Regions from separate parts of the Mus musculus genome. Here regions 2, 3, 4, 5 and 6 are each linked to region 1. Evidence: chromatin contacts called from public Hi-C and promoter capture Hi-C data. All regions are on one chromosome and are shown on one strand. The core of a region is the stretch at or near the end of the contact, and the rest is flanking DNA. Distances in the headings are between cores, read along the strand shown.

Region 1 (4,812 bases), core at 1,481-3,980:
TACCAGCACCCCCTCCTGGTTATTTAGAGACAACCAAGTCCTTACAAATACCAATCTCTCTTCGTCTTGCTAACCAAAGTCACCTCCATACAGGTGGGTGCTCCTAGGGGTGAAGAGGCCAGCTACAGTTTACCACCTTCCCTGACCAGCTAGCTCTCCAGACCTGGAGCCAACCACTACAATCAGTTGCGATCCTGCCATGCCATCCGGTTTGTACCTCTGCCCAAGCACCCCACAGCTTCTCAGGTCAACTCAGGATGCATTCCGCTCCTTTGTAAAGATTCATTAAAGCCTAAGCCACTCATTTCCCCCAGTGTGGTAGTTTATGCGTACAGCGACATCGCCCACTCCAACACGGGGACCATGAAGGCTGGAACACAGGGTTACTGGATTCCAAAGGGGCCCATGATGTCACCTTCTGTTAAAATACAGCACTAATCTTGTTACTCCTAGAGCCGCTCCAACTGCAGCCACCCTGGCTGCCGCCTCCACCCCCTTCCTCTCTCTTAAGAGCAGAACAATAAGGTTTAATTTCCCTTTCCAATTTACCTTGAAATGAAAACTGACTCCAGCCAATATGTACTGCCAACAAATGATGCGGGCTGGCTCCTGGGAAAACAAGGCTCTCTCTAAGCTCTCCCTCTCTCCTCCTCCCATGCCCATCCGCACACCCACTCGTTTTTTACAGTCCCACAATTAATTTTAAACACATTCTCTTATTAGTTCTGCCTTACCATTAGCAGAGTGCATAATGAGCTTCCGTCTATTTTATGTTTTGCTAACATAGGGCTAATGTTTCAAAGGAAGGGAAACTCGTTTACGGCATGAAATTAGCAAAGCAAACAGCTTTTGCAATTCTTCCCAATATCCCAGAAGGTCTCTCTACAGACAGACATGGCATGCGGGGACAAAGCTGCATGGCAGATAACAAAACAGAGCTGAACTGTGGAGCAAACCCGAGGTTTTGTGATTTCAACACCATAATAAACAGCATTCTTGCTGACAGTCTGATTTTTTTCATCCGCAGCAGTCACCACCTCCAAGAGGCCCTAGACTGAAAGGCAGGAAATCTCAATTCCCCAATAACCCAGTCCGACAGTCCAGACGGGTACAGACAAAGATCTGTGACCAAAACCAACAGGCTTTCTGTGAATATTAATTAGCCTGCTGGGATTTCCCCCTCTCTTCTCCTCTTAGGCGCTTGCTAAACTGCCAACGGAAGAACAGAAAGTTAAATATTCTTAAGTGGTTTTGTTGTTGTTGTTGTTGTTTGGTTTGGTTTGTGTTTGTAGTACAACAGAAAAGATGACAAGAAAGAAAGGCATCTATCCACTTAGGGGAGATCACACCACTCTGCCTGGAAAAGTCTGTGAAACTCAAGACTCTAGTTCAGTAACTGTTCATCAGACGTTTGGTATAAAGAGTTTGCTAGGGGCCTGCAGCACCCCCATGTGGAAGTTTTTCTCCTTTGTTTTGGAGCTAATGTCATAGAGAAACAAATAAACTGTCTTTTAAGACATTCCAAGTCTCCTGGGTCTCTGTAGGCTCAAGGCTAAGCGTAAAAGGCACTAAGAAGGTTCTGGTGGTCAATTTCCCCTAAGACACTGAGACTGCAAAAAGCAGACTCCGTTTCCAACAACCACTGCTCTTCATCACTGTCCTTCCCAACGACACCACTCTCAGTCGTTATTCCTGGAGAAACAGCAAGTTCTTAACTTCACCTCCATGACCCGTCCAAAGAGGTGGATCTGTGCATCCATTAAGGAAGGGCAGAGTCAAGTAACCTCGAAAGGTGAGGAAACTTACTCCATGCTAACTACATTCCCGGGGCCTTTTCCATCCCATCTGAAGCGCTCACTGCTTCCCTCGGCAGTACCAGCACCCATAGTCCCGGGAAAGAGCCAAGGGGTTTGGTGTGTACAAAGTTTGACGCATTGTAAAGCTCACAGCTGCTAATTCAGGGGAGCAATTCAAAGCTTTCTCATTTTCTCCGCCTCTTAAAACTACTTCAAGGGACACGTAAAAAACACATCAGGCTGTAAAAAAGATTGCACCAAGGAGTCTCCCGCCCCTCCTTACTCGTTCTTGAGCCTTTGGTGTCAACAGACAGCAATTCTAAAACCTCGCCTTCCTAAATACCCACAGGTGTTCGAGGAAGCTCTTCCGCCTGACAGAAAACCTGTCCCGTCCATCAAGCAGCTGTTCTCATTTTTCAGTCGGTAACCCACTCCTTTCACCTGCAAGTAACAAAGGAAGAGCATAGTTTCCAGTATCTGCGAAAAATATCTGCCATTCCCTTCCACTGCCGGCCACTTGGGTAGACATCCCTAATTCTGACTCCGGCCACTCCTTTCCATTCTTTAGCAAACTCAGATGGAAACCAGCCCAACGGTCCTTCTCTTTTCCCGGCTAAATCGGGACGGAAAGACGATTTTCAAGGTATATTGAAAAGCCAGGCTTCCTTTCTTCTTGGGTCCCAGCAAGCCCTCACTTTCATACCAGGCAGTAAGGCAGCCCCCTCCCTAGTGTGTCAACCGAGGCCATCACTCAAATGCCACCACCACGGCTCAAGCCAGCATCCCATTCCCAAGCAGCACCTACGAGCCGCGGCCACGCCCACGCCCCCTCACCTGAGAGCAGCAGCAGCAGCTCTCCACAGCGACACCACCAGCACCGCACCATATAGTCCGATACCGGCTTCTCCTTCCGGGTGAGTCGCCGGTGCCCCGGTGCACGACGGGAGGCGGCTCCCGACGGGCCAATCCTGAGTGTCCCGGACGCCCCACCCCTGAAGACCAGGGCTCTCAGTGGCGATCGCTGGTCAGAGGAGGCTCTCCATCCCGCCCAGGCCTAAGCTGAAATCCGCATCTTTCCGGAAATCGCTAGGGGGCGCGGGAGGCGGAGCGCAAAGACCGAGACCCCGCAAAGTCCACTCCGGTGCCGTGTCCCGCCCACCGCCATTAGGCGGGCCAATCAGCGCTCAGGGAACGTGTTTGAAGGCCGACGAAAGCATCTTAGGAGCCTAAACGTCTTCAGGGTGTTAAAGAGCAGTAAGTGTGGGAGGTTTCTCGCGTTCCTGAAGCCTTACTAAGATCTAAGATCTCGAAAGTCTGGGTTTGAACCTCAGAGGTTGCAGTTCCCCATCTAAACTGTCAAGGGCACTGCCAGTTTGATTTGGAAAACCCACAGATTATCCCAACAGCAGACGAGAAAGTTGACAACAGTTGTCAAGCCCAAAGAAGGATCATACAGTTAGTAAGCAAGAAAAAGCCGGTGAAAATGCTTACTATAGAAATATCTAAAGTCCGGGCTGGAGAGACGGCTCAGGGGGTAAGAGCACCCGACTGCTCTTCGGAAGGTCCTGAGTTCAAATCCCAGCAACCACGTGGTGGCTCACAACCATCTGTAATGAGATCTGATGCCCTGTTCTGGAGTGTCTGAGGACAGCTACAGTGTACTTACATGTAATAAATAAATACATCTTTTTTAAAAAGACAAAAAAAAATATCTTAAAGTCCTCTTAAGCCAATGGAAGTGGCTCACGCCCAGAATCCTAACACTTGGCCATTAAAGACATATAGTGAGCTCTAGGATACGGAGTAAGGCTGTTGGAAAACACAAACGAAAAGCCTCCTTGATCTGTTAAAAAGTTAATTTTAGGGCTGGTGAGATGGCTCAGTTGGTAAGAGCACCCGACTGCTCTTCCAAAGGTCTGAAGTTCAAATCCCAGCAACCACATGGTGGCTCACAACCATCTGTAATGAGATCTGACTCCCTCTTCTGGAGTGTTTGAAGACAGCTACAGTGTACTTACATATAATAAAAATAAATAAGTCTTTAAAAAAAAAGTTAATTTTACCTCTGTAACCCCAGCACTTGGAAGTAGAGGCAGGAACTGAAGGCCAACGCCAACTATATAGTGAGTTTCAGGCTAGCTTGGGCTACCTAAGACCCTGCCTCAAAAACAGCAAGACAGGAGTTGGCAAAATGGCTTCAGAAGATGAGTTCAGGACCCCCAAATTCACACAGTTCACACATTCCTGCAACTCCCACTTCAATGGATCCGAGGCATACACACATCAAAAATAAATATTTTTATTTTTTGTAGCTGTTTTGCCTATAAATAGGTTGTGTACCATGTGTCTACCTGAAACCCTACGAGGCCAGATGAGGGCCTTAGATCTCCTGGCACTGGAGTTAGAAGTAGTTGGAACCATTGTGTGGGTGTTGGGAACTGAACCCTGCACCTATACAAGAACAGAAAGTACTCTCAACCTCAAAGTCATTTCTCTAATCCTAACTCCCCTTAAAAACAGATGGGCTCTTATAAAAGTGTGGGTCAGATGAAAACCCAGTACTACACTGACTTGAACTGCTCCTAAATGTTTGTAGAGCCAGTGCAAAACACAATGGTAGTTACCAATCCAGGTGGATATTATTTATGTAATTCAAAACAGAATTTCTCAGGCCTTTGGTCTCAGGATCCTTTTACACAAACTTTTAAAATCATAGGGACATTTAATAGCTTTTGCTAATGTAGAAATCACTGACTTAGAAATAAAAATTGAGAGATTGAGGCAGGAGAGCCAGCACATCAGGTAAGAGCACTTGTTCTTGCAGGGGACCTGGGTTCAGTTCCCAGAACCCACATGATGGCACTCATCCAGCATTCTGACACCCTTATGGGCCCTACACTCATGAGGGGCACTTAACATACAACAAGACACTCATAGGCATAAAACTAGACACTACAGAGAAGCAAATAGATACAGTTAAAGAATTACAAAATAGGGGCTGGAGAGATGGTTCAGC
Region 2 (4,812 bases), core at 1,163-3,662, 1.8 Mb before region 1:
TTCTCATCTTTCCTTCTGTGATAAGCAAAAGGCCCCGTCTCCAGGCTCTTTGGTCACTTTGGTTAGCCCCTGATAATATCAGATATGAGTGAGTTCTCTATATATGAATGCCACTAAGCCCCTGGGGGAGCCACTCCCTAGCAGCTAGTTCCATTGCAGAGCTTGTTCCTGTCAGGCCAAATAATAGCTTCCTGTTAATCTACCCTCAAAACCGGTTCTGCACCTCGGAGGCCATGCAGGACCTGTCCAGCTCTGACACCTACTTTCAGGTCATCAGAAAACTAGCAATGGTGGTGGCCTCTCAGTGTGTCTCCTCTCTTCAGATCATCCTTGGAACATTGGGAGGCTGGGGAATCCAGGTAGATCCAGGGGTGGCTGAATCCCATGAAAGCAGCTTCCCCAAACATGAAGACTCAGGTCACCAGGTCACCATGCCTAGGTGAGAGGTCGCTGCTCAGGAGTCCTCGCCAAGAAACGAAGCAGCTGGCGCCTCCTGGGTGGGGAAACAAATGAGGGTCTGTAGGAGCCATGCCTACCTCATGGAGGGGACCTTTCCTAGATGTTCCAAGGAATGCTTGAATGGTAGCTCGTGTTTAAATATTGAGTATGTTGTATGGCTGACCATCTTGTGTGTGTCTTTTCTGGGAGTTTCTCAGGCCTGAGCTGTGTCTTACCCATGAAATATGTCCATTTGGGGGTCTGTCAAATGGTGTGGGTAGATTGTGGTCATATTAATTCCATCAACCAAAGTAAATACTCCATTACCATCATCTACTGAGGTTAGATTTGCCTTAACCCAGGCATGTGCTGTAGAGGAGGAGTTCAGGTAGGGTTCCCCCCATATCTCAGCACCTTAGGCCTGACTAGGAGAAACATTCCATTCAAGCATTGAAAGACACACACACACACACACACACACACACACACACACCCTATAATGGCCCTAGAGCCACAGTGCTTAACCTGTGGGCTGAGACCCCGCTTCCCAGGGATCATCTAAGACCATCTGAAAACATATTTACATTATGATTCACAACTAGCAAAATTATAGTTATGAAATAGCAACAAAAATATGGTTTATGGTTGCAGCATCAGGAAGATTGAGGACCACTGCCCTAGAGAGTGTCTATCTGCACAGGTGGTCGGTCACCAGAGACATCATCTCCTCCGTGTGAACCTACAGCCTAGCCAGACTTTCTGCAGGTTCTACATCTATCCAGAGGTCCGCAAGCTCTGGGATGCCCTGAGACCCACTGATGCTGTTCCTACTCACAGTTATCAGGAACTCCTGGCTCAACATGCTGCTGCCCACGGGCCCTTGGCAGTGTCCCATTCCCACAAGCCATCAGGAGTACTCTATCTCTCCAGACTCTACTACGCTAAGTCCTGGGCTCTCTCCAAGGTTGCCACCTACTCCTAAACAAGTCATTTCCTTTTTGTGAGTGTGTGGTCTGTGTACCTTAGAGGACAAGAGAAACCCCTAACTTAGAGGTTTATTGGGAGGGTGAAGTTAAAGAATCTGAGAAGTACCTGACATACCCCGAGCCTTGCTCCTCGGTAGCTAGCTGATGATCACACCCACCACCTCTGACCTGCCACCATCTCTGGCTCACCAAGTCCAAGTCTGAGCTCATCCACTCCACGTCCCACCCCTAGCATCAGAATTGCCAGGCCCCCAGCCAAGACCCACAGCCAACCTAGACTCCTCCTTCTCTCTCAGTTCTTTGTCTAGCCGGCTCCAAATCCTGTCTGTGTCTTCAATTCTATAGCCAGAATAGCTCTCAGCCTGATCTTTAATCTTCATGCCCACTGCTGTCATCATTCAACAATCCCTTGAGGCCAGCGCCCAGACTTCCGGTTGCCCTCTACAGTCCGTTCTCCACTGGGGTGCCCAAAGAATCTTTCTAAAATCTATGTTGGAACTCCTTCCTCCTCGGTTAACCTTTTATTGGGGGGCGGGGCAGGAAGTAATAGAATGAAGTATCAACCCTCCCACCTCAATTTTCTCTACTGGTCCATCCACCCTGCAATGCCCAGGAGTAAGTCTCCCATAGCTTGGCCAGCAGGAGTAGCCACACTTCTCTAGGAATCTTCCCTGTGTCCTTCTCCAGTGCCTCGGGTGCACGCCCCCTCCAGAACTTAAAGAGTCTTTCCCGCTCCTGGGCCCACAGTTCTCAGGCTTGGGAAGTCCCATTTGGCTGAATCAAGACTACACCGGACCACGTCTGTTCTGTTCAACGGCGGTCCCCTTCTGCTTCAGCGCCCCAGGCTGGCCGCTCGCCCGGCAAATGCTTGTTGAATAAGAGAATCAGAAGCCCTCACAGACCCTGCAGAGGAGATGGAAAGCCCCGTGCGTCCTAAGGCGGGACCGCCTCCCTGGTCGCTTCCCTGCCATTCGCGCGCAGACTCCCTAGCGCTGAGACTCCCGCGGTCCGAGAAGTAGCGGCAATTGGGATCCCGGGGCCGGCCGCGGGCACCCGCCGCCTCCTCCCCTCGGTCCTAGCTGCTTCCGCCCCGCCCGCCCTCCTCTTCCCTCCTTCCCTACCGTTCTTTGTCTCCCGGGCGCTCGGCCTCCCCATAAGCGTATCGCCCCCCCCGCCCCCCCCGTCGCCTTATCCCGGGCGACCCCCCACGGACCTAGCCACTGCGACGCTACACAAATCGGCCGGTGGCGCGAGGGTTCGCGACCCCCGGGGTTTGGCGGGGGCGGGGCGGGAGGTGGCGTTCAGGTTCTCTCTCTCTCTCTCTCTCTCTCTCTCTCTCTCTCTCTCTCACACACACACACACACACACACACACACACATACACGTACACGCACGCACACACGGAGCATCCTCCCGTCAGGTTTCCCCGTCCAGCCCCGCCCGCGCCTCCTGCTTCCCGCAGACCTTCTCCCTGCATCCCTACACACCTCGCCTCTCCATTCTTTCCGGGACTCTCCCCGCCGATCCCCCACAACACCCTGGAATGGAGCGACTCCAGCCAGCCCGGAGCCCCCCGCGACCGGGGTGAAAGTCCTTCGCCCCTCTCCTGCCCGGCAGTCGCCCCGAACACCATGGGCCTGAGGGGTTCCCGGGGCGCCGGACGCTGAAAATGACGGATGCTGGAGGTGAGGGGCCGGGTCCCCTAGGGTGGAAGGGGAAGCGTGGCTAGCGACTACTGGACTCAAGGTGGGACCCTCAGTAGGGCTAAATGGATTTAAGCCACAAGGGCCTTTCTTTCTCTATCCCTAGGGAGACCTCACTGGAGGGGGGAGCTGGGCTGTCGGGAGGGAGCAGAAATAGGGTTTGTGTCCCTAATCCCATTTCTCCCGCCTGAGGAAATTAATAAGAGAGAGAGGAGAGAAAGGGAGAGAGAGAGAGAGAGAGAGAGACAGAGAGAGAGAGAGAGAGAGAGAGAAGAGAAGAGAAGAGAAGAGAAGAGAAGAGAAGAGAAGAGAAGAGAAGAGAAGAGAAGAGAAGAGAAGAGAAGAGAAGAGAAGAGAAGAGAAGAGAAGAGGAGAGGAAAGAATGAAGAGAAAAAGAAATAAGAAAAACTGGTGTGGGGGCAGGGGGAGAGGCCTTAACTCCTTCCTATCTGGCAGTTAGACCTATGGGTTGAAGAAACTGTTCTATCCTCTGAGATTGGGGAGAGGGGATTCTATGATAGGTGTAGGTGCACTGTCCATTAACCCCATTTTCTAGGACGCTTGGAAGAGCTGTCAAACTCCTGCGGACAGCTCCAAGCCTGGGGCTGGCTGAAGACTGGGGGCCTGGGAGGGGCTCGGCTCCTTAGCTGCTCTACAACTGCCTCCCCCATCTCCAGCCTGCATGTCAACCACTTCTGGGACTTGTCGGCTCTGTGTGTGTGTGTGTGTGTGTGTGTGTGTGTGTGTGTGTGTGTCTGTGTGTCTGTGTGTGTGTGTGTGTGTGTCTGTGTGTCTGTGTGTCTGTGTGTGTGTGTCTCTTTTCTGACTCCATCTCTCTGTCTCTCTGTCTCTCTGTCTCTCTCCCTCCCCTACTCAGGATCCTTCTCCCTTCTTGCTTGTGGGGCAGGCATTCTGTTCTATTCTCTCACCCCATGATGGGGTGTCAGGGCTACCCAGCTGCTTTCCCTGAGCCTCCTGGGTCTGTTCTTTCTTGATCTTTCTTCCCAGCTCCCAGTGGACACTGCCAGTCTCTCCCTCTGCATCTGCTAGTTCCTCCTTCTGTTCCACCCGCAGGTTGTAGACCTTTTGTTTGGCTTTCTCCTTCCCTTGGGCTCCAGGTAGCTTGGAACTCACCTGCCTTTCCTTTTTCCAGAGAAAGGTCAGAGGTCCCTAATGGTCCTCCAGGAACTGGAAGCTGTTGGGGAAGGGAGTGGTCTGTTGACCAGGGAGCCCAGAGGTTGTCCAAGGGGACAGGTTCATTTGCATCCTTGTGTAGTTAACACTCCTGAGTAAGAGTGTGAGCCAAAGAGGGAAGAGAGGTGAGGTGGGGATTTAATTTTCCTAGGGTGTGTTTTAGGGAGGAGAGAGTTCAGTGACAGGGGCAGGTGACCCGAATACTATGCATCCATGGAGTTTTACATGGGACAGAGCGGGAAGGCTCCCTGACAGTTATGGGAGCTGGCTGTTAAAGATAGAGATGAAGAAAGCAGTTTGTGCTGAATCAGGATGGGCTGAAAGGCTGAGCTGGAGGCCCCAGTCTACCCAAGGGGGCCTAAAATAGGCCTTAGTGCACAGGCTCTCATCACTGGATTGGGACCATCAGGAAAGAACGCAGGCTGGCCTGCTCTGTTTAAGAGAGGAGGTGTCACCACTGTCTGTAGAGAGCAGCCACTCTGATAGGAGA
Region 3 (4,812 bases), core at 1,620-4,119, 1.5 Mb before region 1:
AAAAAAGATACAAATTATTTTCTTAACCATCAGTCCTCAAAGTTTCTCCACATGGATGTTATAAGTGCTGCTGGAAAGGAATTTATACTAAAAACTAAATAGGTATTCAAACCGGGCTTTTTAAAAATTAGATTTATTTTACTGTATGTGTGAAAGTTTTGCCTGTATATTGATCTCATACACGCCCTCGGAGGTCAAGGGAGGTTGTCCAGTCACCTGGGACTGGAGTCATAAGCGGTTGTGAGGCTTGAAACAAGGTGCTTGGAACCCAGTCCTCTACAAGAGCAATGAGTACTCTGACCAGCTGAACAATCCCTGCAGCCCCACGTGTCAGGTTCTCAGAAAAACGCATGCCACACCCTAGCCATAACTCTCGGCCTCTGGAAGGGTGATGAGCCATGAAGATTACTTTACCTAGTAAGCACTGACACGTGCTCTTTTCTAAGCTGGACAAAGAGTACTTGCTGAAATCACTACAACTCCTCAAACTCAGTCCTACTATCTTTGGCAGGAAAAGGGAGTGGGACAGACGAAGGACTGAACTCAGGGCTTCCCGGCAGTAACCACACCCCACTGAGCTATAGCTTAGTCCCAGGCCCCAACGCTTTATTCAAAGAATAAGCTCCCTGGGGCCAAGTATGTTTGGAGTTACTAGATTCTTACAGAGGACACATATATCCTGTGATTAACAACCCACACTAAAAACATTAATATTTTCTAGCAAACAGAAATTTAGTATCACACTACATGAGGCATATAAAAAAACTAAATAACCTAAGGATAGATTAGGACAGATTGGCCATCAACCAAGTTACCAACATATTTACATTTGGGTTTTGTTGGTTTTGAGATAGGTTCTTGCTATTTAGCTCAGGCTGGCCTGGAATTTATTATATAACCCAGGTTTGCCTTAAGCTCAAGATGAGCCTCCTGCCTCAGCCTCCAGGATGCCAGAACTACAGGTGTGTATCACTATACCCAGCAAGAACTTACATTTTCTTCTTCTTTTTGAGTCAGGACACCCCAGCATATCAGCCATGTGTACCTCAAACTATAGAGATCCACCTCCCAAGTGCTGGAATTAAAGGCTTGTACCATAACATCCAGGAAGAATTTACATTCTCCACTTTTACATTTGGAAACTGCTAAAAGGAGACTAGATCATTCCAACAAACCAGTAGGTCTGTCTCTTGTATTTGGTATGCCTGGATATAAATACTACCTGTCGAGCTGATGAGATGGCTCAGCAGGTTAAGAGCACTGACTGCTCTACCGAGGGTTCTGAGTTCAAATCCCAGCAACCACATGGTGGCTCACAAACACCTGTGCCCTCTTCTGGTGCGTCTAAACTCAGCTACAATGTACTCATGTATAATAATAAATAAATCTTTGGGCCTGAGTGAGCAGAGGTCCTAAAAATTCAATTCCCAACAACCACATGAAGGCTCACAACCATCTGTACAGCTACAGTGTACTCACATACATAAAATACATAAATTAATCTTTTAAAAAAATACTACCTGTCAACTCTGGTCATTGCAAGAGACATTAATGTAAATATTTAACTTGGAAAGCTTCCATGAAGAGTGATCTCTGCAGAAATATGAATACCAACCGTCTATCCATCCAAATATTTCATTCAAAAATCTGACCACAAGTAAATAGAGGCACAGAATGTCACTAAAAGGCAAACTTTAGGGTCATCTCAGCCAAAGACCCTGACACCCGTCCATGACCTATCAATTCTGCCTGGCTTAACCCTGAAAATCAGCTCTTTACTTATTTCCCACGTTAACGGCTTTCTTACAGTGTATACAATTTCAAGCAGAGACTGTATGAACTATGGTTCTTTGTGTTCTTCTCTCAACAGCGATAACCCTTTAAGCCAGTGATCACGCATACTTTTCGAATTCCTAGCAACTAGCACGTAACACTGCTCTTTGCATTTTACGACTGAACATATGGGGCAAATGTCATACAGTTCAACAAACATTTACTGACCAGGAAATGTCAAACTGAACAAATAGGTGGAAGACGGTGACTGAGACGCAACAGGCCTGCGAGCTATCCCTTGGGGGTGGGCGCTGGCTTTCTAACCACCCATCCTCGGCTTTGTTGTAATCCCCCCACCAGGAAAGGAAAGTGGTCTTCCCAACTCGCCTTTACAACACCTATCGCCATCTCTATCCGGAAGGGCGGGGCGTTGGTCGCCCCAATCCAGGCCTTGCTAAGCCGCACCCGCCACAAGAACAGACTGCAAAGCTGGGCCAATAAAGAGAAGGGAGAGCATTCGCCACAGCCAGTCGGAGAGCACCGGGGCCAGACCGAGACACCGCCCACGCACGCGGGGAGGTGACCGTTGGGCCCAAACAGGCGGCGTCACCATCCAATCAATACGCTTCTAGACATTTCCGCGACCAATTAACAAGAACGCCTCCGATCCGGGCAAGCAGAGGGCGGGAATAGTTACAGGCATAGGCCGAGGCCAGGGTCGGGCCCACATTTTTCTGTCTGGTACCGAGAGGAGACAGAGTAGCTAGGCTAGGTTCGGGGGACCAGAAAGTTGGAACCCAAGCACGACGAGGCGTGGCCAACCGCGTCACGTTACTCAATCGACTCCCCTTAGAAACCCGCCATCCCTTCTCTGCCATTTCTCACCTTCCTTCGCGGCATTGCCGGCGGCTGCAGCCCGACGGTTCCGATTCGGGCGGCGGCAGCACCAGCAGGAACGGGGGCTCCGGCGGGCTCCGTGGCGGCCTCTGTAGCTGTCCCAAACCCTGCGGACGATCCCAAGTGCCTCCTACCTCTCAGCGTCTAGAGCCTTCTGCGCAAGCGCCGCGGGCTGGAAGCGCCTATTCCTTAACTTCCGGCTGAGGCTTGCGTCACCTGACCTTTAGGCCAGTGAGGATCATGGGAAGCTCGAAACTCTTAGTGAGGCCAGTCAGCGCCATTTTGGAATTGGGCAGGAGACGGCACCAGTGGTGAAACCTTCGGCTAGACCTTTTTAGTTAGGTAGGCGGCATTCGTGTGGGATTAGGTAGCCATGATTGTTTGGGGCAGAAGTCTGGCAGTTGAAGGTAACCGTTTTCATCTTTACATTGGGCAAACTCTTCCTTCCTCGTCGTTTTAATTTGTGGCGTGGAGGGAGGAAAACCCCAGAATCCATCAGGTTGTCGATCTTTAACTCTTTCATTTCCTAGTCGGCCGAAGGACGTTTCCGTTCATTCTGTAAACTCCGAACTGGCAAGAGATATTTTGCCCAAGGAACTGCTGTAAGAGCTATTCCGTGTTCCGGAGTGGTGTGAATGGGGCTTGAATAAAGGATTGACAGGGTCGTTGTCGGTCTTGAAGTGGGGTAGAGTGTTCTCTTTATGCCTTGTCCTTGCGTTAAGAGAACAAGAAGTAAGTTATGAGATGATGCAGAGCCATTCTCAGGATGCCGGAGCGCCAAAGAATTTCCAGTTTATCTCTGTTGTGAAACGCCCCCGGCTTATCAGTGCTCTGCTTTGGTTTGAGATCTTTGGGTGGCCCGGAGAGGGGCGGAGGACGTGGTTTGAATGTGAGGGTGCTGTACCAAAAGTCGGAGAAGTGTTGAACCTCATTCAGCCCGTGTGACCTCTGTAGCACAAATGCAAGAGCCAAGAACTGAGTGGAGAGAGAAATAGTATTTTGAAAGACACTAGAAAGGGAGTGGGTATTCAAGTAATAATAAAAGGCCATAAGAAGAAGAAATTAAGACTAGAAGAAAGAGCTATACGAAAAGTCTGGAACCAGGTGGGGGGGTGGGGGTGGGGGTGCATGCTTTTTGAAGCAGGCAGATCCAAATCATGAGCTTACGGCCAGCCTGGTCTACATGGCCAGTTCCAGGCTAGATCCTGTCTCGAAAAAGAAAAGTCTGGAAAGTGGTTTGTAGGCCTTGAAGTTTTAGCCTCAGAGGACTTGAAAGAACCAAGGTGAACCAAGAGTGACTTGCTGGAATCAAAGCAACCTCAGTAATTACCAAGATAGAATTCTGGTTCCAGATTTGTGTGTGTGTGTGTGTGTGAGCTGAGCACGCACTCATGACCAGGTGAGTGCTCAGAGGACAACTTTGGGGAATAGATTCCTAACTTCCACCTTTGTGGTGTCTCTGGGATCAAACTCGGGTCATCCAGCTTGCTGAAAGAGCAAGTGCTTTTATCCCCTGAACCCCCACAGGCCCCTATCAGAATTTCCATTTGAGGCTGGCTAACCTGGAGAGAGGCTTTAAGAACAGAATACAAACCTGATTGACATGCTAAACAGAGGACTCTTCGGAGTTAAAAAAATTCCAGACCCTTAGCCCACATTCCCTGGGGCTGGGGGTGGGGAATAGCTTAAGCCATTGTTGACGCCATTAGCATTCGGTATTTTGCTTTTAGTACTTAGTATAAATACCTTTTAACAATCTTTGTGAGTTGATTTGCACATAAAAACTTGCTTGAAAAGGGCTCAGATATTTTCCTTTGTATTATTTTAGCTCTCTCGTGTTTAATCCATTCTATCACTGTTCTTTTCACGTAAGGATATGTTCCTGGGGCTACTCTGGAATGTTCTAACTCCCTAACTAGTGCTAACAGCCTCTTATATTTGAATAATATCCTTTTAAGTTGGCTTGTGGTGACACACATCTGTACTCCCAGTCCTTGAATCAAAAGCTTGATTCAGTTTAAGGTTTTCAGCTACATGGTTCTAGGTCAGCCTAGACCGGATTCATCTTCCAACCCCCTGTAATTTCTTTTCTGTCTTCAGAAAGACTTTCCTGATTTACTGTTTGTAAGGTAATAAAACATG
Region 4 (4,812 bases), core at 1,512-4,011, 1.4 Mb before region 1:
ATGCTATTCCATATAAATTCTTTTAGAAGTTGCCAGGTGACACTCAGGAAGCAGAGGCAGGTGGATCTCTGAGTTTGAGGCCAAACTAGTCCAGAGTGAATTCCAGTACAACCAGGGATATACAGAGAAACTCGATCTTGAAAAACAAACAAACATGGCTGGAGAGATGACTCAACAGTTAAGAGCACTGACTGCTCTTCCTGAGGTCATGAGTTCAACTCCCAGGAACCACATGGTGACTCACAACCATCTGCAATGCAATCTGATGACCTCTTCTGGTGTGTCTGAAGACAGCTACAGTGTACACATATACATAAAATAAGTAAATACATTTGAAATTTTTTTCTTAAAAAAAAGAAAAACAAACAAACAAAAATTCTCTTAAAAGTTATTTGTGGGGCTGGAGAGATGGCTCAGCGGGTAAGAGCACTGACTGCTCTTCTGAAGGTCCTGAGTTCAATTCCCAGCAACCACATGGTGGCTCACAGCCATCTGTAATGGGATCTGATGCACTCTTCTGGTGTGTCTGAAGACAGTGTACTCACATATATAAAATAAATAAATCTTTTAAAAAAAAGTTATTTGTGTTTGGAGGCAACACTGAACAAAAACTTGGTCTCTTTGCCCTGCCTCTAACTTAACCTGTCTAGCTGGGTGGCCTTAGGCAAGTCCTTCCTTTGGGTGTCTCCATCTGTAACACGAGGGGCCTGTAACATCTCTTCCAATAATTTTTTTCAGGTATAATACACAAAAGAAAACAACTTTACTTTTCTCTTTTGTTTGTTTATTGAGACGGGGTCTCTTTGTGTAGCCCTGGCTGTCCTGGAGCTTGTTTTGCAGACCAGGTTGGCCTCGAACTCACAGTGATCCTCCTGCCTCTGCCTCACCTCTGCTAGAATGAAAGGCATGCACCACCATTCCCAGCTTGTTTATCTTTTTAATTGAGTATTATATCATAGTGTCTCCTTAATGATGTTTGTCTTTTTGTGGTACTGGGGATTAAACCATGGTTGCACGTATATTAGGCAAGTGTTCTGCCATTGAGCTGTATTCTCACTCCTCTTTTTCTTTATTTCTTGAGATAAGACTTCACTAAGTTGCCCAAGCTTTCTGGAAACTCACCCTGTAGCCCAGACACAGGGAGAAATGAGAAAGCTCTGACAAAGGAGACAGAATGTATGGGCCACAGCAAGGCACAAAATATGTCAGAGACTACAAAAGGTCAAAATCCAGGCCAGCTGGTTATCGTGGGAGTAAGGGAAGGGTTACAGGGAGAGAGAAGCTACCAGAATGGGCAAAGGTGCTAAGGGATAGGACCCCCCCTTCTGTTCCCATAACCTCATTCATTTCCTTGTCCCTCCTTCTCAATCCCTCTCAGGCTGCCCTGCTCCTTTAGCTCTGACCCCATTTCCTCAGGATTTAGTTCCCTGAGGAGCCAGGCCTGACATTTCAGACAGAGGCTGAGGAAAGGAGGTAGGTCAGAAAGAGACACTGTGTGTGTTTGCGTCATCTTATATTCTGCTTAATTATTTTGGAACTAGGGGGCCAAAGATAAGATGTAAGCATGAAGACATTTACCAGGAAGTAAAGAGTTAGAAGACCATCGCGCTGTCTCCAGTCTCTGCTGAACAATTGCTTCTGCTTCTTATATTTTGGATGGTAGAAAGTTGGAATCCTCATATTCGGGAGCCTTCAGAACTGAAGTTCCTGTTGCCTCTGGCAACTGTATCCTTTGTTGATTCAATGGCCACTAGGGTAAGGCCTTCCTGCTGACTCTGACCTGTCAATTCTCTCAGAGCCTTTTATCCTAGGCAATCCCTCAGGGTCTTTTAAGGCGCCTGTACTTTATAGTCTGCTTGAGGAGTGGCTATCCTGACTCCTGCCTGAGGAGAAATAATTCCAATTCCTTAAGTCTCTGCAGCAGCCATGGACATCCCAAGAGCATTCTGAGGTCAAGGGCCTTCCCTATTTGCTGTTAGGACCCCTTAAACACCAGGTGTGGCAGTACACACCTTCAATCCTAGCACTTGAGACTAAGGTGGGAGAAGACAGATCTTCAGGAGCTAGCTTGCACTGCATAGAGAGTTTCATGCCATCCAGGTTTCTGTAGTGAAAGTGTCTCAAAAACCTTAAACAATTGAGTGCAAAATACATGAAAGACTATTAATATACATACTTGCTATATGTAATCCTCCACTCTTGATGCTTTTGTGTACCTGCCTCTGGCCAACGCCATCGTTGTTGTTGCTGTTGCTGTTGCTGTTGTTGTTGTTCTTCCTCCCTCCCTCTTTCTTTCTTTCTTTCTTTCTTTCTTTTTTCTTTTTTTTCTTTCTTTTCTTTCTTTCTTTCTTTCTTTCTTTCTTTCCTCCCTCCCTCCCTCCCTCCCTTCTTCCTTCCTTCCTTCCTTCCTTCCTTTCTTTCTTTCTTTCTTTCTTTCTTTCTTTCTTTCTTTCTCTCTCTCTCTCTCTCTCTCTCTCTCTCTCTCTCTCTCTTTCTTTCTTTCTTTCTTCCTTTCTTTCTTTCTCTCTCTCTCAGGGTCTTATGTATCCTAGAACAGCCAAAGGATGACCCTAAACTATTAATCTTCCTTCCTGTACATGTGCAGTTGCAAGGATCACAGGCATGTTTGTATAACCATGCTCAGTTTTATATAGTACAAGGGATGGAACCCAGGGCTTCATGCAATCGAAACAAGCACTTTATCAACTGAGCTACATCTTAACCAGAGTCTCTGAAAGCAGAAACCAGGTCATGACTTCCTATTGCAATAGCATCTGTACTGTACCACTTCCGTTTATAAGCTTCAGAGCTTGCTAGGCTGTGAACTGCAGGGTAGGAACAGCATCGTTTTTATTTTTAACATTTTGTGTGTGTGTGCTATGACATGTGTGCCATGACATGCTTGTGGAGGTACAGAAGATGGACGACTGTGGAAGTCAGTTTTCTTCTTCCCTTGTGTGGGTTCCAGGGATCAAACTCAGGCTGTCAGGCTTGATAGTGTTTACTGGGCCAACTCCCTGGTCCTAGGAACACCATCTTGGAACATTTTTGCTAAATTCCATAAGCTCAGAGTCTGACACATAGTACTCACTTCAACTAATCTGTGAGGAGTAAATTATTGGCTATGGTGTCTATAAGGATAATGATGAAAACAATAACAAGCAAGAAAGTGCTTTGTAATGGGAACATCTCCTCCCTTAGCGTCACACAGCCTCTCCAGAGCCTTGACTGCGGACTCTTTCATTAGTGGAAGCAGACAGGGGCCAGTGTTCAGATGAGGTCCTTATCCTGCTATCACGCCCGTGCTAGGGGAAGCTATCGGGCACAGAGAAGTGAACAAGAGAGAGCTGCTTGGGCATGATACCCAGCAGAGGACAGGAGCTGCATACATGCTTGCCGCCTATGCCTTGAGTTAGGGTCAACTTCAGTGTCCTTTGCCAGCAACTTATCAGGAAAGACCATAACGTTCTGGATTTGGAAGATTCAATTCTTCATTTGTACCGCCTTTAGTGACTTTCCACCGCCTAGGTCCTCAGTACTGCTACCCTGGCTTTGGGGAAACATTTAAAACTTGTTTCTAGCCGGGCGTGGTGGCGCACGCCTTTAATCCCAGCACTCGGGAGGCAGAGGCAGGCGGATTTCTGAGTTCGAGGCCAGCCTGGTCTACAAAGTGAGCTCCAGGACAGCCAGGGCTATACAGAGAAACCCTGTCTCGAAAAATCAAAAAAAAAAAAAAAAAAAACTTGTTTCTATCTATCTAACCCCTCTTTCCAAGGCAAAATTACATCTGTAAAACAGTGTGTCAATTCATCCTTACAATAAGTCTGGAAGGTTGATGGGTCAGGGTGATTCTTAAACAAAGAGAAAAGCTATTTGCCTAATGTGTTTCAAAATCCCTCAGTCCAAGGCTTTTTATCAGTAACACACACTTAAAATGCTCACCCAATAAAAACCACTCCTTATTGCATGAGACTATCTAAGGATCTATATACACGTGAGGGGTCCTAAAATAGTATACATTATCAGAGGAATATGCAAGAGACCACATAGTTCACCCTCTCCCTCTCAGGCGATCCTAGTGGTCTGGTCAGGAAGTTGAGTGTTAGTTGGGAAAGTATTTGAAGCTGGAAGTCCTGTGTCTGCCAAAGGATCTTGGGCAAGCAGTTGAGCCACTGTGACCTAACCTCCTGTAGAGGTTCACTAAGACAATCATATTTGCATTTTGTACATTCCATGGCTATAGTGAGAGTTAGATAACACGATGATGTGTAAGCTGCAAAGCACTAGACAGATGTTGGCACACCAGCCAGATACATGTCATTGTAGAAAAAAGTTCATGAAACGTTTTATAAGCATAGAGATCAAGCAAGGCTCAGATCTGGAGTCAGCCTCCAGGGTAACCCCGAGCATGGGGCTTCTTTCCAAAGACTCAGTAAAGAGGGCATAGTAGCCACCTCTCACTTTCAGTCATAATGGATGAATGAAATAGTATGCAAAGTACTTGATATGTATCTGGCATGCAGGAAGGGATTCATTGAATATTAGGGCTATTGCTGTTGGTTTTCTCAGTGAGGCTGTGAGACCCAGGGGTGGAATACGCCTTGATAAAGGCAGAGATCTGAAGTGTATGAGAATGTTGAGCTAATTGAAATTGAGAATTCAATCTGCTTCCCTCATTTCCCTCCATAGCCGGAATCAAACCTAAAGCTTTGAGCATTCCAGGCAGGTATTGGCCCACTGACCTCCATCCCCAGCCATCAGATGTACTTTTTAAAGCTGAGCTAGCCTGAGAATGGCTGAGTTTTAATTCCA
Region 5 (4,812 bases), core at 866-3,365, 1.1 Mb before region 1:
CCTAAGCCTGATGACTGATGTCAGTGCACAGAACCACGTGGTGGAAAGAGAGAACTGACTCTCACAAGTTGTCCTTCGACCTCTACACACATGGAGTGGCCGACTACACACATGCATACATGCATAAACATACATAATAATAAAAAGGTTATATATATATGTTTTTCGAGACAGGGTTTCTCTGTATAGCCCTGGAACTCACTCTGTAGACCAGGCTGGCCTCGAACTCAGAAATCTACCTGCCTCTGCCTCCCAAGTGCTAGGATTAAAGGCGTGCGCCACCACTGCCTGGCAATAATTAAAAAAAAAAAAAAAGCCCACCAAGCACTGTTGAAATGGAAAGCTGAATTAATAGAAGACTGTGATTACTAGAGGCCATCAGGTGTGTTGGCCTATGGATGGAGCATTAGAACACTTGAAAGGTCACCTCAAGATTTGGCCATCACCCTGTATGACCTGTCCAAGCATGGGGTGGAGGAATAGATCAGATGTCCAATAAGACATTCTGAGTCCATCAGACCCAAGCTCATTCTCACATTGAATTTGATTATTATACATGCTTATTTTCTCTTCTTCTGCTTGAAGATCTCTCTACCTGTTGCAATGTGATATAGATTTTAGTCTTTACTGAAAGTGCTCGCTATTGAAAAACATGGCCCTAAGTTCCACAACTCTGGTTCCTGGCTTCTGGAGTCTAAGTACAATAAAACCCAAACACCTGTTTTTGGAAGGGGCCAAAGACAGAGTCAGCTCTTTATAAAGCTTCAAGCTCCTAACTTTGTCCCAGACTCAGGTCATTTTATTCCCTCGAAGGTTTGGGTGAGTGGGTTATGGCCGGCTGTTCTGGGAGAAAAAGTTAGCTGCATCTATATGGAAATTGTTTCTATGATGTGGGGGTCAGCTTTTGTGGAAGAACATTAATATCCTATGTTCTTAATGTTAGAAGAAGAGGGCTGGAGAGATGGCTCAGAAGTTAAAAGCTCTTCTTACTCTTACAGCGGACCTGGGTTCAATTCCTAGCCGCCCCCCCCCCCCCCGTCCTACAAGCCACTCATAACCCCAGTTCCAGGGGAATCCATCAAATGTCACAGGTGCACATGCACACATCCAGGTAAAACATTCATACACACAATGTAAAAGAAAGAAAGAAAGAAAGAAAGAAAGAAAGAAAAAATGTAGTAGAGCCCAACAATAAAAACCAACAATGTTAGGAGCTCCATTCAAGCTGTAGAGACCTTCAGAAGTTTGGTTTCTGGTGGGGAAGGGTTATCCTGATCTTAGGGATGTCATCTTGGGTCTTTTTCATGGAGACTTCACTTGCCAAGTCATTTCCTCTCCCTGTACACTAAGCACTTTCAATTACAGACACTCTCTTTTGGCTCTGAGCTTGGATAAATGCTACCTTGTTAGCTAATAGTACCATTAATTATATTAATGATTAATAGCTAATTAGTCATAATGTGGTCATGCTTCTTCCAATGGAGCCTTCCTTTCTTGCAACAGTTCTGGGACTCTAGCGCACGCGCGCACACACACAGACCACACAGACACACGCACGCACGCACACACTTCCCTATTTCTGGCCACAGGATGAGCCCAGCAGTCCATCCTGTTTGCTTACCATACTGGCGGTCTCTAAATCCCCCTAGTTGTAATCAACTATCCCATTTGTCTGGTGGATGGCTACTTCTTACAAGTGTCGCCCCTTCTATTTCTGTCACTCACTGACTGCTCTCTACTAACAAGGTGGCCAGCAATTAGGGTTTTTTTCTTTTTGAACCGTATTCCATAAGTCAAAGATATCTACTTCCAAATCTCACTCTGACCCACTTTTCCACTTTCTCCCCCCTTTGCACTTTTACGTTTTCTTATTTCTTAGGATCTCAAACCCCCTGCCCACAGATACTTCGTCTTCTGCCTTCAGGCTTCCTTTTGAAAACCACGCCCCCACCCCCTTAAGCGTCGCGCATGCGCAGCCCACGACTTTACCTGGGCGCTCGGGAGTGGGCGGAGTGGGCAAGGGCCGGGGGTGGAGCAGGCAGCCGGCGGTTATCTGCTCGGCTGAGCGCTCACATTGTGGCAGGAGGGAGAAAAGGTGCGCCCAGGCCGAGCCGAGGGCCGCGCATGCGCGCCGACCCCCATAGCCGGGGATGGGGTGTGTAGGGGGGGGAGGTGTCGGGATCCCGACCGCGCGGGGGGGAGGGGGGGGCGCGTGCAGGGGCGTGCGCGCGCGCGCGCTCCCGCCGGCCTCCCTGCCCCCTTCGCGCACGACATCCCTACAGCACACCCCCTCCCCCGCCGCCCGCCCCGCGCGCCGCCCGCTCCGCGGCCCCGCTCGGCCTCGCGCGCTCGGAAGGGAGTCGCGAGACGTCGGAGCGGCGGCCACGTAGCGCTGCGGCGGCGGCGGCGGCGGCGGCCGAGGCCGGGTCTGAGGATCGGCCCAGAGCGCAGACGTTGGGCAGGGGGAGGGGCCGGCACGGCGGGCGGTGGGGACTGGAGCGACGCGGCGCGGCGCGGCGACAGGCCCCCGCCGCGGGGATGGGCCGCCGAAGCGGCGGTGGTGGCGGTGGCGGCGGCGGCGGCGGCCCGGGTGAGTAGGAGCCCCTTCCCCGCGCTCTCGCCTCCCGCCGCGGCGGCGCCCTGGCAGCCGCGTTTCCTCTGCGCCCGGCCGGGCTGGCGGAGCCGGAGGAGCCTGCGCCGAGGCAGCTGCGTGCGCTAGGCCGGAGCAGCCCCCATCCGGCGGGCAGGCCCCGGGCGCTGCGCGTCTGCCGCTCTCAGCTTGGCCCGGGGTGCCGGCTCCGTACCCCCGCCCCCTCTCCCCAGCTTAGCTGCAGTTTTGCAGCGAGTGGGTTCGCCTCGAGGCCTGACGGGGTGGCCGGGGTGCACGGGTTAGTAGGCTGAGGAGAGCATTCTCTTGCCCTGCAGCTGGTGGCTTGCACCCACTACCTCCCCCGCCGTGCGGTTGCGCCCAAACCTCCAGCCCTCGAGAGTATTGTGGCACCAGGAGATAACACGCATGTGATGTACACTCGCCACCCGCAGCACCACACTCAGCCCAGTGGGCGATGCAGACCTTTCTCCACCCTCACTTCGTCCACCCCTCCAATCAGGCTTTACTAAAGAGTCCCAGGTCGGAGACACCAAAGAGAGGGATACCCCTGTTACATCTCTATGAAACATGTTCGTTGTCGAGGGATGACTATTGTAGAAATGATAGATGTCTCTGCTTTGCCTCGAAGTCAGTCTTTAGGATTTAAGATCCTGTATGCTCCTCTTTGAAGCGGGCCGGTCTTTGATTACATCTAGCTCATCCCTCCCCCAACAACAACATCAGGAACACGCGCGAGCACACACACACACACACACACACACACACACACATATATGCACACGCACACTCGCACACTTCCTGATTGCGGAACGGCCCCTGTCATTGCGGATCCATTGTCAGAAGTGGCTTGTGCCAATCAAAGGAATGTGCCTTTGGAGGAAGATGTTTTTTTCACAACCAAGCTACAGGATGTCAATCAGTCTTTGGTTCCCCTCCTGGATCTTACCCATGTTTAAGCACCTTCATGGTGTTTCCCTTAATGGCTTTTCCAGCGCGCTCTCAGTATCACCTGAACGACGTTCTCCCCCGACCTCTCCCACCTCCAGTTAATTAGATATCTACTGCACACAGTAATTTCATCGGTTTTGTTGTTGTTGTTGCTGTTGTTGCTGCTGCTGTTGCGGCGATGTTTAACATAACAAGGCATAGCCTGCATAAGTAGTGTAGTCTTTTGGGATGAAGGTCTATGTACTTTTTTTCCAAACGATGGTCGGGGCCCTGTTGTTCTGAGAAAGGCAAGGAGCAGTACATGCTTTGTTGACAGCATGTATGTTTGCTTAGGAAAGGAAATCTGCTCGGATGTGGCAGGTGATGTTCCCCGGTGGGGCTGGTCTGTGGTGGGGTATGTGGCCTTAAGTCAACGGCTTGCTTATTTGAATCACCACTGTGCACATGTGTTCACATAGATACTGTCTTTAGTATAAAAGATTCACAGCAAAATTAAACTCTTCTTTAGGGCTGTGGAAGTCTTAGGGCCCTTTGCAGTGAAATACATACATGGTTTTGTATGCAACTACACAATCATCTCGAAGCTGGTCCCGGGACCTCAAGTTAAGATCTGTGTTATGCAAAAGTGAAAGCAGTTTGAGTTTGTGTTTTGTTTCTCTTAGGCATTAGACCTACTATGGCCCTGGAATAAAGAGCATGGGAGCTTGCATAGGAATCATTGTAGGTTTTTGTTTTTTTTTTTTAATTAAAAACTGTCTTTAGATTTTATTTTATGTATATGCATGCTTTATCTGTGTGTATGTGCACCATGTGTATGCCTGGTGCCTACAGAGATTAAAAAAAAAAGGTGGTAGGACCCCTGGAACTAGAGTTAAGGATAGTTGTGAGGCGCTATGTTGGTGCTTGGAATAGAACTTGAGTTCTCTCTGTAAGAGCAACAAGTGCTCTTAACTACAGAGCCATCTCTCAGACGGCTTCTTATTGTTTTGGTTTCTTTGAAGGAAGGCCAGTCAGAAATTATATTTTTCGTACCTTCCCGTCAAAAGCCTGAGAATCATTCAGAAGAAATTAAAACTAGAGACAGAATCATCTACATTTGACCAATCGATCCTTTATCTTCCCGGCATATTCTGATTGTAGCAAATTTCAACAGCCAAGTGTGTGCTCTGTGTTAAAGTCTGTAAGGGACTATGCAGTGCTTAAAGACTGAGCCTGATCTCTTTGTCACCCCATGGTAGAACACCTGTCCAGGG
Region 6 (4,812 bases), core at 1,005-3,504, 1.0 Mb after region 1:
AGGAACATTTTTTACCTCGTTTGTATCCCGACCCAAAAAGCTAAGGATGAATCCAGAAACAATGTTTATAATACTTGCCGATTTTAAGGTATGTTACAGCCAGGTGTTGTAGAACATGCCTGTTAATCTCAGCACTTGGAAGGAGGCAGGAGGATCAGAGTCCAAGAGAGTTTAAGAGCAGGGCGTGGTGGCGCATGTCTTTGATCCCAGAACTCCGGAGGCAGAGGCAGACGAAGTTCGAGGCCAGCCTGGTCTACAGAGTGAGTTCCAGGACAACCAGGGCTACACAGAGAAACCCTGTCTCAAAAAAAAAAAAAAAAAAAAAAAAAAAAGAGTTTAAGATTAGCCTTGGCCTATATATCAAAATCAAGGCCAGCCTGGGCTACACGAAACTCTGTATGGGGGTGGGGGTGGGGGTGGGGCGCGGAAGACACAGTGTAAAGAGATAAAAAACGAATGTCTTGTCTGAGATGTTGAGGCTGGAGAATGTACAAGTTCAAGGCCCAGCGTCTGGGAACAGAGACTCGCTTCTCTGGTATCTCTGTGCTTTGCCCCAAGCTCTGCTCAGTCCCCTTCCTTGTTCCGCTCAGCAGAGAACTGTAATGGGAACTGGGAGGGAATGCATGTGAATATTCCCCTGGGGTCCTGGGATGACACAACCAGATTCCATGTTTAAAATATCACAGCCACACCCTGACACGGGCAGCATGCCTCTGTCTGTCTCTTTTTCCTTTTTTTGGGCAAAACCTAGCTGAGGGGCCGCCCTTGCTTCCCTGTTCACACTTAGAGATTTCTTCCAGACCAGATACCTTAAAGCAGCTAGATACCTGTCCCCTGTTGAGGATTTGAAACTTGATAGCGTTGTGGTAATAATATTCTGGTGATCCTCAAAGAGCGGTCCTTGCGTCCTTGAATGATTTACCTGACAAATCCGCCAAAGAGCTAACTGCCAAGGCCTTCCTCAGCATCTACACAATCGGAAACTGGGGACGTTTTAATGAGCCCCCCCCTCCCCCAGGTCACTCTAGAGCACGCACAAGTTGTGAAAACCACTGCATTCATTTATATTACTTGGCTTTGGGGTCTTGTTCTTTTGCAGTGAAGGGAGCTGACGAGTGCTCCTCCCGGTTTCACGGTCTCGGAGCGCTTTTACTCGGTCCACGTCACCAAGTCACAATGAAACGTGAGGATATAGAATAATAAGGATCATAGAATGAAACGAAAAAGGGAAAGGAAAGCTTAGGTTGGAGAAGGGCTATGTCCGCAAGTTTCCCTTTTTTGATTGACCCTTGACCCTCAACGGACACACACCGTCAACCTGGGGAGTGACCTTGGCTTCCGAACCCAAAGTGTGGAACAATCCAATTCAAATTCACAAGCATACCATGGGCAGAAATCTCCAGGACTCTGGCGCCAATCAAATAAAGTCGTGCAACTTCTGCTTGGTACGAGGCAAAACGAAGGCTTTTCTGCTCAGATTTAAAAGGAGGAGTGGCCTTTATCTTTTTACCTGTTTTAATGACCCAGGGTCGAATCAAGATCATACTTGTATTGAAACGTATTTTTATTGTCATTGAAGAGAGGAAAAGACTCTGAGGGGGCACCCGGATTTGAACCAGGGACCTCTTGATCTGCAGTCAAATGCTCTACCACTGAGCTATACCCCCGCACCGACGCGCAGCTTGAAGCAATCTCTTTTCAGTCTTAAGATGCTGTCGCAGCTGCTACACAGGTAGAATAGGGGCAAGAGAAAAGAATGGAAGAGCAAAGGCGGCCAAGCTGAAAGCAGAGGATGCCTGAATCCGAAGAATCCATGGGAAAGCTGCAGCGCAGAGGGGCGGGGAGGGTGAACGTACGGAGGTGCTGAGTCCAAAGGGAAAGGGACAGGTACCTATGTGGGAGAGGATGTGGGCGGGAAGGGAACTAGCTGGGGGGCGGGGCGGGGCAAGGGGTGGTTTCCCCGCAGGTTGATGCTGGGGACCCACGGGTTTAAGGAAAGTCCCCCAGTCTAGAGAATCTGTACTATCCCCACCATCGTCGGGTGCGTGGGGTTGCCCCCTCTCATGGGAAATCGGGCTCTGCCACACTCGCGTCTGTTTCTCCAGCGCGGGAAGGGCCATGGCCCGGGCCCGTCCTCGGTCGCGGAGCCCAGGGGCACGTGCACCCCGAGAGCTCAGGGGCTCCTGCACTCCCGTCCCGCAGTCCTCCCTGGAACCCGCCCCCACGCAGCCCCACGTCGCCCGGGGAGCGCGCCTGGTCGCGCGCGCCTCTTTCCGCGCCCGAGGCGCGTCCCCGCCCTAGCCAGTGCAGCCCCTCCTCCCCACTGTGTTTATTAGGGGAAGGAGGGCGGAGGCGGAGGCCAGTTCCCCAGTTCCAGTCGCCGTCGCCTGCACAGTTGCAGCCGCCGCCTCCCACCAGCTCGCCCAAGGAAAAGGGAACGCGCGCGAATACGGGCGTCCCCGCCCCAGTCTTTCCCCGGAACCATGAACCCTAACTGTGCCCGGTGCGGCAAGATCGTGTACCCCACGGAGAAGGTGAACTGTCTGGATAAGGTGAGCTCGGGTACCGGGCGCTGCGAGCTAGCCAGTGCTAGTGCAGCTCTCCATCAGGGGAGGAAAGAGGGGCCGGGTCTTTGCGGGCTCTTCCCTGCGCTCCCCAGAGCAGGTAAGGAAGGCGGGAGGCGACTTGGGGTGTGGGGACAGACCCCAGTCTGGAACCTGGGAGGTCCAAGGCGAGGTGGTGAGCAGCCACCGCTGGAGATGGGTGGCCTCTGTGCATCGAGGTTAGGAGGGCTGGAAGGAAGGGCGGAAGAGCACCAGGGAACCGGGTTCCCCGGGTGTGTGCAGGAGGTTAGAGGTGCAGTCCCGCCCCCCGGGCCGGGAGTGAGAGGGGAGACGGCCGCTCCCTTTCCCCGCGGCGGCCAGCGCCAAGTAGGCGGAAGCGCGGGGCGCTGGGGGGAGGGGGCGGCGGGGGCGGGGCGGAGGCTGGGGCCGGCGCTACCCGCCCGGCTTGGGCTGCCGGTAGCCTGGCTTCCTGGCTTGGAAGCTGCGTCGGGTCCTTCGTCCAGCGAGTGTCAATTGTGGTGAAAGGGATTTAGGGGCAGCGCCGGAATCTCACTGCGAGACCCCCTCTTTTTGAACGACCTGCTGGTCCCCTCCTTGCTTTTTTTGTGGTTGGGGAACCCGCAGACCTCCTTCATAGCTTCCCCAACCCCCAATTCAAATTGCAAGCCACTCCGGGTGATCGGCTGCCCAGTCGGAGCTGGGCGGGGTAGGGAGTGGGGAGGACGCTTCTTGGAGATCTGAAATTGTGCTCAGCCTGGAGACCAGCTTAGAGAACAAAGAGCTAACTTTTCAGAGCTGTTTTCTCCGATGGAGGGTGGGATTGGCCGAGTTCTGAGGAAGCAGACGAAAAGGAGTTTTTTAAGAGGAGGGGGGTAGCCTTCTGGAAATCAGCTGGCCCCTAGGGGCTCTTACGCATCCCCCGGCCCAGGCTGGACCCGATCATCTGTTTGCCATTACACTTTTGCAAGGGGGACTGAAGGGTAGATCTGGGTGTTTCCGGTACAGTTTGAGATGGGACCCTTCTGCCTTGTTCTGAACCCCATAAAGTCTAAGACAACCCGTTTCTTCTCTTGTGACCCCCTCTGCAGGGAAGCCTTTTGGCTCCTCATAGATACGTTGTACCTGGCTCTCCAAGCTGGATCTCATTCTCCACGTTTATGGCTGAACTGGACAGAAGCAGGCGCCTCAATGAGGCGATCTAGTTTTGTTGGAAAAGGATACTTTGTTTCTCCGGGCTAGGGTTAGTTCCTTCTTAGGAACCTTTGGACATCCCCCGCACACCCTCCCGGTCCCGGTCAGGAGGTAGGGACTTGTAGTTTTGAAACATTTGAACTTTTTCTTGAGGAAAGAGATGTGGGGCTTGGCTAGGTACCAGGATAGGAGGAGCTTAAGGGAAGGTGATGGCCTGCCCAGTCACTGTACCGGCCTCTGGACTTGTGCTTGGCACTCCTAGATGAAGACACCCCACCCCCAAAAAAGAAACCCTGTCCTTACATGAGGGTCTTTGTCGTCCCTGGGACCAGATATTTTGAGCCCTGCATTTGCGGCATTCTGGGCCAGCAAATGGGCTCCCCTTTTGGTCCCCAGTAATGAATGGTGAGGGGCAATGGATGATGGAAGGATTTGCTAGCTTGGGGGTTGGGAAACTTGATCTTAGTCCCAGGTCTGTGCCCATCAACTTTATGAATGGTTCTGGGCCTCAGTATTCCCTGTCTGTCACCAGATGGGTATGGATGATGTCATTGCCTTAGGAGGTGGACAGTGCAGGGAGTGTGGTCAAGACTGGCCATTTCTCTCTTTTCTGTCCCGCATCCAACCACTCCCCTTGTAAAGACCTTCAGTGCTGTGTGTCACAGGGAAGGGGGTGGGGATTTTATGTGATAACTTGTCCTTGCTAGAAGAGGATATTCAGGTCGGGGTTGCCCTGGGAAGAGGGAGTGGGTGATTTCTTCCTGGTTTTAGAACTCCCCCTAGCGGAAGTGGCCCTGGAGAGCCATCTGCCTTTCACACCCCTCCCCCACCCAGACTGGAAAATCCAGGTATTCTGTCTCTTCAGTCCGTGGCCTGCAGGCAGTAGGAAGCTAGAGTTGGAACTCTGGAGAATGCTGGGCAGAGACCTGGGTGTGGGCAAAGTTCAATCTCATAGGCATGGTTGCTACCCAACTTTCCAAGGCTTCTCTACAGTCAGGGAGAATCCACTTAGACTGGCTTGATTTACTGCGGTCCCCGATGATGGCATGCAGCCTGC

The links. Promoter capture Hi-C pulls out the DNA fragments that hold promoters and counts their contacts. A called contact is a pair of places that touch in the nucleus more often than the background predicts. Capture Hi-C pulls out chosen DNA fragments and counts their contacts.
Region 2: a contact with region 1 is called in a promoter capture Hi-C map of liver, with 2.5 times the contacts expected there. The contact joins the promoter of Samd14 here to the promoter of Snx11 in region 1. A contact is called at or near these places in 1 of 39 promoter capture datasets (hippocampal neurons) and 1 of 9 other capture datasets (liver).
Region 3: a promoter capture Hi-C map of liver shows a contact between it and region 1, with 6 times the contacts expected there. The contact joins the promoter of Kat7 here to the promoter of Snx11 in region 1. A contact is called at or near these places in 3 of 39 promoter capture datasets (hippocampal neurons and liver) and 1 of 484 Hi-C or Micro-C datasets (B cells).
Region 4: a contact with region 1 is called in a Hi-C map of B cells, with 5 read pairs. The contact joins the enhancer-like site here to the promoter of Snx11 in region 1. A contact is called at or near these places in 3 of 39 promoter capture datasets (hippocampal neurons and liver) and 1 of 484 Hi-C or Micro-C datasets (B cells).
Region 5: a contact with region 1 is called in a promoter capture Hi-C map of the C10 cell line, with 2.6 times the contacts expected there. The contact joins the promoter of Zfp652os here to the promoter of Snx11 in region 1. A contact is called at or near these places in 6 of 39 promoter capture datasets (the C10 cell line, cranial neural crest, hippocampal neurons and 2 more) and 1 of 115 datasets of contacts at active chromatin or transcription factors (astrocytes).
Region 6: a promoter capture Hi-C map of neutrophils shows a contact between it and region 1, with 2.9 times the contacts expected there. The contact joins the promoter of Lasp1 here to the promoter of Snx11 in region 1. A contact is called at or near these places in 2 of 39 promoter capture datasets (erythroid cells and neutrophils).

What each region holds. Positions count from the first base shown.
Region 1 is chr11:96,774,825-96,779,636 of GRCm38.p6, forward strand. Snx11 (sorting nexin 11) reads right to left here and starts at 2,731. Exons shown (of 8, transcript NM_001163389.1): 1 at 2,631-2,731; 2 at 2,144-2,237.
Region 2 is chr11:95,007,467-95,012,278 of GRCm38.p6, forward strand. It overlaps Samd14 (sterile alpha motif domain containing 14), which reads left to right and starts at 2,413. Exons shown (of 10, transcript NM_146025.2): 1 at 2,413-3,110. Gm51875 (a long non-coding RNA gene) reads right to left here and starts at 1,868. Exons shown (of 2, transcript XR_003949594.1): 1 at 1,698-1,868; 2 at 1-493.
Region 3 is chr11:95,307,377-95,312,188 of GRCm38.p6, forward strand. It overlaps Kat7 (K(lysine) acetyltransferase 7), which reads right to left and starts at 2,870. Exons shown (of 15, transcript NM_001195003.1): 1 at 2,659-2,870. The coding sequence starts at 2,673. Gm11520 (predicted gene 11520) reads left to right here and starts at 3,040. Exons shown (of 3, transcript NR_155298.1): 1 at 3,040-3,077.
Region 4 is chr11:95,330,645-95,335,456 of GRCm38.p6, forward strand. No RefSeq gene overlaps it. Among named protein-coding and RNA genes, the nearest start is that of Fam117a, 4.0 kb to the right of the region's middle. Within about 2 kb of position 2,762, at least 51 of the 459 cell types and tissues checked have an H3K27ac peak or open chromatin away from gene starts, as enhancers often do. A contact at or near this core is called in B cells, where this site is marked.
Region 5 is chr11:95,710,639-95,715,450 of GRCm38.p6, forward strand. It overlaps Zfp652os (zinc finger protein 652, opposite strand), which reads right to left and starts at 2,116. Exons shown (of 2, transcript NR_045780.1): 1 at 1,990-2,116.
Region 6 is chr11:97,797,311-97,802,122 of GRCm38.p6, forward strand. It overlaps Lasp1 (LIM and SH3 protein 1), which reads left to right and starts at 2,255. Exons shown (of 7, transcript NM_010688.5): 1 at 2,255-2,552. The coding sequence starts at 2,484. It overlaps n-TCgca51 (a tRNA gene), which reads right to left and starts at 1,667; the gene lies at 1,596-1,667.